Regions from separate parts of the Rattus norvegicus genome. Here regions 1 and 3 are each linked to region 2. Evidence: chromatin contacts called from public Hi-C data. All regions are on one chromosome and are shown on one strand. Each heading gives the region's core, a stretch centred on a gene start, on an enhancer-like site or on the middle of the called end of the contact. The rest is flanking DNA. Distances are from core to core; before and after follow the strand shown.

What was found. A called contact is a pair of places that touch in the nucleus more often than the background predicts.
Region 1: a Hi-C map of liver shows a contact between it and region 2, with 6 times the contacts expected there. The contact joins the enhancer-like site here to the promoter of Fibin in region 2. A contact is called at or near these places in 6 of 12 Hi-C or Micro-C datasets (the A7r5 cell line, Schwann cells, hepatocytes and 2 more).
Region 3: a contact with region 2 is called in a Hi-C map of Schwann cells, with 2.6 times the contacts expected there. The contact joins the enhancer-like site here to the promoter of Fibin in region 2. A contact is called at or near these places in 8 of 12 Hi-C or Micro-C datasets (the A7r5 cell line, the Rat2 cell line, Schwann cells and 4 more).

The regions. Positions count from the first base shown.
Region 1 is chr3:117,248,359-117,251,177 of GRCr8, forward strand. No RefSeq gene overlaps it. Among named protein-coding and RNA genes, the nearest start is that of Bbox1, 68 kb to the right of the region's middle. Within about 2 kb of position 1,338, at least 5 of the 93 cell types and tissues checked have an H3K27ac peak or open chromatin away from gene starts, as enhancers often do. A contact at or near this core is called in Schwann cells and liver, where this site is marked.
Region 2 is chr3:117,397,658-117,400,535 of GRCr8, forward strand. Fibin (fin bud initiation factor homolog) reads right to left here and starts at 1,587. Exons shown (of 1, transcript NM_001025042.2): 1 at 1-1,587. The coding sequence starts at 1,233. The coding sequence ends at 580.
Region 3 is chr3:117,605,325-117,608,024 of GRCr8, forward strand. No RefSeq gene overlaps it. Among named protein-coding and RNA genes, the nearest start is that of Slc5a12, 27 kb to the right of the region's middle. Within about 2 kb of position 1,402, at least 1 of the 93 cell types and tissues checked has an H3K27ac peak or open chromatin away from gene starts, as enhancers often do. A contact at or near this core is called in Schwann cells, where this site is marked.

The DNA.
Region 1 (2,819 bases), core at 88-2,587, 150 kb before region 2:
TCTACCTTACCAAACTTCCTGGCATGGTTGTAGGTCCCACAGGATGTGTGTTTTTGTACCATCATGATGTGATTTCTACATCCCTGGTTTAATGGACTGGCCTTCATTTGAGCTCAGGAGTCTGCCCTAATTATCACTCCTAGACTCTCACTCTACAAAGAAGTGATATGGTCTTTAGTGCTAGGCTTGGATCATAGATCAATATTGTCTTAATCATTTATTGGGTGTGACCCTAAGTAAATCATTTTGCTTTTGCAAATTTTGCATTCACATATGGAAGGGAGTTCTCAATTCTCCATTCAAAAGGCTTGAAAACCAGGTGTTGCTGGGTGATGCCTTGCATGATCCTCAGGCACTAACAGTGTATTGTAGTGAATTCCACCTCATGTGCTGTCTTCTCTGCCAAGGTCAATACTGCCTTTATTCTTTGTTTTAATACCAGGGGTGGCAGAAGGGGGTGGAGGCTGGACTTTTGAGTTTGCTTTGTCCCAGAAACCTCGTGGATGTTGTTGTTTCAGTCTTTGTTTTAGGTCAAGGGAAATAAATTCACCTTGTTCTCTCACATGTTTATTTTCTCAGAAGCAGACGCAGCTCAAATTCTTAGAACAGACTGTTCGACCTAGCAGTGTTCTGCTTGAGAGGTTGAGCTGTATCTGTCCGTTGAGCAGGTTTGTCCCAGGTCTCTTGCATGGGTAGATACTTAACTTATTGTTAATAGATTAACAAATTCATTTCCCTCAGGGTGCCGAAAGACTTTGTATAACTTCCAAGACTCTAAATGAAATCCTGGTATGGTTGTATAACTATAGCATAATAAAATAATTATTACAGTATTGGGTTTTAGCACAGAAATCCCAAGAAATCAAATTTTGGTGCCCAGAAAATTAATGGTTTAATACTAAACTGTGGAAAATCGAGACAACTATATCAGAAGTTTTAAATGTGCCCTGAAACAGTTCACCAGTGCCCTCAAATTTGGGTGTCCAGACAGTGCCTGGAATGGCCTGTAACTCCTTCTCACATAGTTTCCTATGCTAGTAATGGCAATGTGTACATAATGATATCCTTTCCTACTTGCACCTTCATATAAGTCTCGTGCTCTGCATCAGCAGAATGCTGGTGACAGTAGCATTTCCCTCACAGTGCCATGGAAGCAGAAATAATTGGCATAGACAAAAGGTTCGTAACAGAACCCAGCACCCAATAATCCATGTAGGCAACGCTTGTTTTCAGCTGTGATTTGGGTACAGCTGTATCAATGGGTATTTGTACTCTGGATAATGATTCAACGCTATGTTATTTGTTGTTCAGCTCGTCTCAGCTTTGGCTGTTCTGTGCTCCTCCGGGTGACTGCTGCATATTACCCAGATACCGCTGACTGCAGTCCATGTAGAGAGAGCACAGCCTCACCTATCAGTTGGTGGAATGTGTTCTTACACTTGAGCAAGCAATGTTATCTTGTTTTAGCATTTCTCGGGGAAAAGTTCTGCCGCATGCTCACTCGCACATTCCAAAACTTACACATTGTGTATCTTAGACTCATAAAAGCTGAAAGCCACAGCCCCAGAAAGTAAACACTTGCTGTCTGCCGTCTTCTGTACCTCCCCTTTCTCTATTTTCATTCTCTGTTCCTTTTCTGTCGAAGACAGTTCTCTGCTTCTCAGTCATGCTTTTGTTCTCTATTGATTCACGATGGCTTTTGGCACAGGCCTTTAAGCTCAGCACCTGGGAGGCAGAAGCAAGTGGATCTCTATGAGTTCTAGGCCAGCCTGGTCTACATATCAAGTTCTAGGCTAGCCAGTGCTACATAGTGAAAGTCTGTCTCAAAACAAAACCCTCAAAATAAAAAAAGTGTGCTGTTTGCATTTAGTATGATTAAGACATTCCAAGCAAAGAAAGCATAAGTTGAGGAAAACATCTGACAGCACAAAGACAAAGGGACAAAGGTGGGACAAACAGCCAGGGGTACTGAGTGTGTAGAGCACACAGGGAAGACTGGAGAATCTTTAAGCAGAGGTATGAGGAAAGAGAAGAATGGGGAGCTGTCACAGAACAGGGGATTTAGAGATGGGGATGGGCTTGGGGTTCTTTAAGCACTGAAAGTAGATATAAGGGGTCCCCCTTATATAGCCCTTGCCAGACCTGCAGTGGGTCACGTGACCAAAAGGACCCCTGCCAGACAGAGGCTGAAGATCCTTCTGGTTCTAGAAAACTTGTTCAAAGCCACATGCTGCTGTAAGCAAGCTGGGCTCTAACAACTTGGAGGCACTCATTCAGGACAGTGAATTATGTGCACTAGACTTGATCTGTGGCCTTTTCCCCACACTCTTGTTCCTGGTCCTGTGAGCTTCTATGCTGTTTCTTCTTAGGAAGTTTCCCGTAGCATTCATTCAGTCCCTCTTTTTCTTATGCCCTTATCCATTTTCCACCATCATCTGTATTTCACCACTGAACTTTTTCAATGCCCCCCGCATCCCCCTCTCCTCACAGAGAGGAAAAAGAGCACCAGTAGGCTTTGTTCCTTTGGTCCTTAGGATCTAAGTTTGTGAAAAGAAGCCGTGGGCTAATATTCTATCTAGGCCACTAGATGGCGACCCTGCCTAAAGAAGACGCTGAAAGGCTCCTACTTTCCAGTCAGTGGGTTCCTCTGCCAAAGGAAACATCACTTGCACTCCAGGCAAACCCCACCCAGGTCTATGCAAAAAGCTCTGAAAGCTCATTTGCTGAGGACAAGTAGCATAGCTTCAGTAATTTCCATTTTCTTACCCAGGGACCACCTCCACAATGGATTTTTTTTTCTCAATACCTCTATCTGCTGA
Region 2 (2,878 bases), core at 337-2,836:
TATATCAACTTGTACAAACTGACAGTGGAACCTTGAGCATCTTACTGGTGGTGATTTGCATGCAAATTCTCAATGACCATTTTACAACAAAACAGAAAAAACTAAGAACATGGTAAATAAATAAAAGCGAAAGGAGAATCAAGTAACTTCCTTGGCTGGCAGGCATGTGACACACCTGGGACTCATCTGAAAAACAGGCGCCTCAGCCTTCAGAGACCAAAGAGAAGGCTACTGATGCAGAAGAGTCACCCACCTCGTCCCCCCACCCCCCGCATGTCCAGACAATCATCAGGAGGAAGAACTTTAATCAGTCCTTCCACACAAAATGCATCCTTTAGATAAGGACGAAAGAAATGATTCTGTTAGAGCTATGAAACCCTTTAGGAAATAACCCAGGGATTAGTTTAAAATTGCTTTTCGCACGTGAAAAATCCTTAATAATAACATAAATAATGCACGGAACCAAAACAAAATCAGAATAACTCAACTTATTAAAGTTTTCATTCTTTTTCAAAGATGACTTCAGACGCGTTCTGAAAGTGCAAATTTGGATAAAATAAAGCAATTACAATGGAAATATTAGCCCATCTTCTGCCCCCCACCCTCCAGATAGTCGCTTTTCAGTCGACCTAAGCGGGTCCCGTGGCTCCTGATGGTATGTGCCAGCAGCTCGTATTTGTCTCTGAGGCCCACAGAGATGCCCAGTGTCTCCTTCAGCAAGGACCTGGTGTGGACCAGCATCCCCAGGAAGTCCTCATTGAGTCTGCTTTCCTGCCGGCTATCCTGCTCCTGGCCCTGCTTGAACTTGCTTTCCAGCTCAGTGAGGGACTTGTCAGAGTTGGAGTAGGCATCCCCAATCTGGTGGGACTCCCGCCTCAGGTACTTGCCGTAGCTCTCTTCCCCATCCAGGTCGTAGGAGATGCTTTTGCTGATGCCTTCCAGGACGCGCCCAGCATCCTCCACCTGGCGGCCCAGCACTGTGAACTCCTCTCGAAGAGTGAGGCTCAGCAAGCTACTGGCTTGACCCCCTTCCCCCTGGGAGCAGCGCCTGCGATCACTCACCCTGAAGAGCAGCTGGCATTTCTCGGGGTCATCATTCTCCTCGTAGTCTCCATCAGGCACGAAGTAATGATGCAGAGTCCCATTAGACATTTCTGGGTACAAGGGGCCATCGAAGTAGCCTCGACACAGGTGGCAGAAGAAACCCATCCAGATCAATTTCGTGAACATCATTCTGGATATTCGGAGAAGCGTTTTAGTCCAGGAATAAGCAAAGAGGTTCCCCCGGGAGTCAGCGGCTTCGGGTGAAGGCGCCCTCCTTAGGCGCAGAGCGCTTGCTGCTCTCTGATCCCTGTTCCCCTACAGGCTTCATGAGGCTCTGTGCAGCAGCGGTGTGCACCAGGCTCCTCAGCGTCTCTGGTCCTCTCTCTACTGAGTGGTTGGACCTGAGCCTTTGCTTTTCCAGCAGGACAGCCAGACCCACCGAGTGGGGACCCGCTGCTCCAGACGCAGACTCTGTGGTCACCTTCGGAGTTTCCTCTGGCTCCAGGGAGATGGAGCTAGTAGCTAAGGGAAGCTGTTCTGACACTATTTCAACCCCTGGACCGGGTGGGAATGCAGAGTTTTCTTTCCCTTTGGCTAAAGATATCCCGAGGGTTGCAGGATTCTCAAATTACAGCTCATTTCGTCACTTGGAACCCAGGGAACAAGTTTGGAAAGAGAGCTTTCACCAGTTCCCTTATTAAAGGTACAGGCTATCTTTTTCAAGATTGAAAGAGGAGACCCTGTACAATAGGACTTAACCTGAATGGGGATAGTACGGGATGATTATAAGCATAGAATCCAATTGCTATTAGTATATTTAGGAAACAGGTGATTGTTTCGGAGAAATGACATTTCAGAAATTTAAATATATATATATATATATATATATATATATATATATATATATATCTGATGCTTTTGTTGGGAAATGGTTTAAAGTTCATTTAAAATATCCAATACTTTTGAAACAACATATAGATATAGATAACTGCATTTTCTATACTCACAGTACACAGTTATTGTTTAAAACTAAAAAATCAAAGTTTACAGTTTCATCGATAAGAAGACAACTGAGACCCCTGTGAAATCTATTAGATAAGGACTCTATGAGCCTTACTGAGTCTTTTGTCTGGTATTTGACTGTGGGACCTCCTGTCAGATACTTACAAGGCTGGAATACTTATCCACAGTTAAGAGTGTTACACAAATTGTTACTGTCTCATAGTTAGATTTTAGTTCAGCCATTTAGGTACATGGATTTAAGATTAAGTTGGATAAAACCTTTTGAAAAGGTTGGGTAAAACCTGTTTTGAAAGAAAATAGTTTTATTCTAATTAATTCACAAATACTAACATTGCCACAGCTTGTTTAAAAAAGCTAGCAACCCAAACATCCATCCAGTTGCCAGTTCTACAGCTTCTCTGTAAATACGTAAGTACTCAGAACACCATGTTCCATGGCTATTCCAAAGCAGCAAAGCTCTTACTGGTATGTAAGTTGTGGGTTCATATGTTACATGTGCTCTGTCATGTTTTTCTCTCTTTAATACTCGTACAACACGTCCATCACAGCTAATTTCTTCAACTTGTACTTCTTGATTGAACTAATCCATTTGTAAGTCTATGCAGTTTCAGCACCACATGGAAACCCTTATAGAGTTTGTCTCTTGGATTCTGTGCATTTTTCCCAAACTGTTTTGTACTATAAAAGCAAGGGCCACCAGATTGCTGCTGTGCCTGCTGGATTTCTCTGGGCTTCTGGTAAATGATACCACAGCTTTGTAAATTCAACACTACCATGGTCACTAAATGTCCAATAATGGAATAGCCCAGTG
Region 3 (2,700 bases), core at 152-2,651, 210 kb after region 2:
AAATGCTCTGATCTAATATATGTCTCAATGACATAAAAGTATTGTACTCACCAACTGTCACCGGTACCTGTAAATTTCAGGTTCCAAAAACAACTACAGTGTTAACACAGCTCCTAAAAAGCCAGTTGTTTTGTGCAGCTGACCACCAGGCCTCCTGTTCTTCTTTCTTGAGGGCACAGAATCATGCTTTCCCCTGGCAATCATACACACAAGTTAGACTTTCTAAAATGGTCTTGTCCTTTGTCTTTTCAGTCGTGCTTCTCCTTTTATTCTTGTTAGTTCTTTTTTTATGCAGCAAGCAAAAATCAGTTAAAAAATTCTTCATCCCTAAAATTTCAGGAAAAAGGAAAGGAAAAAAGTAATAAAGCTATGTTTCGTTCCCTCCTCTACTTCTTTCACACTTTCACTCCACAGAGTCATTCTTCCTTTCTGCCTCCCTGTGACTTTGATAATGTAACTCTGATACAAGAACTCAAGAGGAAACACAAAAAATAATATCACCAAGAGCATGCCATTATTTGGAGCTGCCAGAGTGGAAAAGCATTCCAAAGGATGTCTATTTGAAAACAGAAGAAAATTGAGGGTTAAAGATCAAGAAGCACCTAAACATGAAGGTGAGCAGAGCAAGCAATGTCAGCAGAAGTACCTCAGAAAACACTCCAAGGCAGCATGGTGCTTTCTTTGTTTTCAGAACCTTCCAGAGAACAACCAGGTTAAAAATAAAAATGAAGGAGGCAGGGAGGGAGACAGAGAGAACTAAAGGATGAAAGGACCATGGGGAATCATGGAGAAGCAGAAACAATAGCAGAAAGAGTATTAAAAACAACAATAAAGGAGTGATTGTTCTCATTAACCTCAGATTTTCATACTAAATAAACCTCAAGATAAATTATTTACTAGTAAGTATATAGCACAGTTCACAGCACAGTCAAGACTCAGAAATGTGAACTAGCCGTGGAGGGCCGTATACTCACTGTATTGATACAGGGACCTTTGAACTAGCTGCTGTGATTATGCTTTTTCCTAGTGGCATTCAAAAGGGTTTACAATAAAGGAAATCTGCAACTTATGGATATGAGAAGGTGGGAGCATCTCCAGAATGAGATCTGGGATAAAGGAGGCACCCAAGAATTAATAGGGGTGACCTTGGCTGTAACTCACTACAATGAGGATATGGAACCTGAAGAGGCTACTTCCTTGGCCAGGCAGGAACCCCAGTGGAGTGATAGAGACATCAGGCCACACAAAAACTTTCAACCCAATATTTATTCCATCTACAAGAAATACATGCACAGAGGATGGAGTGAGATTGGGGAAATGGCCAACCAATAAGAGGCAGGACCTGAGACCTATCCCATCGGCAAGCACGGATCCCTAACACTATGAATGACATTCTGTTACACTAGCACACAGTAGCAAATTGTCCTTTGAGAGGCTCCAGTCAGTCTGCAGCTGACTCAGACAGATACAGACGCCTACAGCCAAACAGTGGCTGGAGCTTGGGGACTCTATGGAAGAATAGGAGGAAGAATTGAAACTCCAAAGGGGATAGGGACTTCAACAGAACAACAGAGTCAACTAACTGGAAGCCTTGGGTCTTTAAGAGTCTGAACCATCCTCCAAAAAACATATACAGGCTAGACCTAGGCTTCCTTGATCACATGTAACAGATGTGCAGCTTTGTCTTCATGTAGATCCCAAACAACTGGAGTCAGGGCTAGCCCAAAAGCTGCTGCCTGTATGTGGGATATGTTCTTCTAGCTGGGATGCCTTGTCTGTCTTCAATGGGAGAGGAAACGCTTAGCCTCACAGACTTGAAGTGCCAGGGGGGAGGGGGATATACAGGGGGAACACCTGCTCATAGGAGAAATGGAGGAGAATGGGGTAGGGAAAGAATTGTGTGAGGGGGTGACCAGGAGGAGGGCATCGAGTGGGATGTAAAGTAAATAAGTAAAAAAACATTAAATGCAAAAAGAACAAAAGAGATATACCAGACCATGTTATTTTCTTCCTTCTGAAATGAACCAATGATTTGTCATTGTGAATGTTGTAAAAAAAATTCTATCTTCCTTACATGGCTCTGTCTGCTGGCTGCATAGAAGATCCTACCTCTTCTGTTTCAACTTCATTCCATTATAAAGCACCCATGTAAGCCATCTTGTTTCTCACCTCCACACTTCTGACTTACTCGCTTCTCTGTGCAGCCTTCATTTTTTATCCAATTGGCATTGACTTCCATGTTCAAGTTGTCATCTGGGTCTGACTCTTTTGGTCGAGGTTATTCAAGCGTCCATGGACAGACTTAATTTATTCTAGATCTGATCTTGGCAGAACTTACTAGACAACTCATATTAAAAATCCTTTTGATAGATATCTTTTATGTCTTCCTATTACAGTTTTTGTCTGGCTACCTTTTTAAAATTTCTAGAATGCCTCTCCAGCAAGGTCAAATGCTAGGAGATGGTAAAGGATGATGTGTGCATATATATATATACATATATGTATATATATACATGTATGTGCATATATGTATATGCACACATGTGTGTGTATCTTCTGAAATGGCTTCTAATTTTTTTTATATTTTCTGCCTTCTGAAATTTAAAACTCTGAGATCATGTATCAATTATCAGTATTATGTTTTGTTAAGTGGAAAGGTAAGACTTATTATAAGTCTCTTAAATTGTTATGAGAATTCAT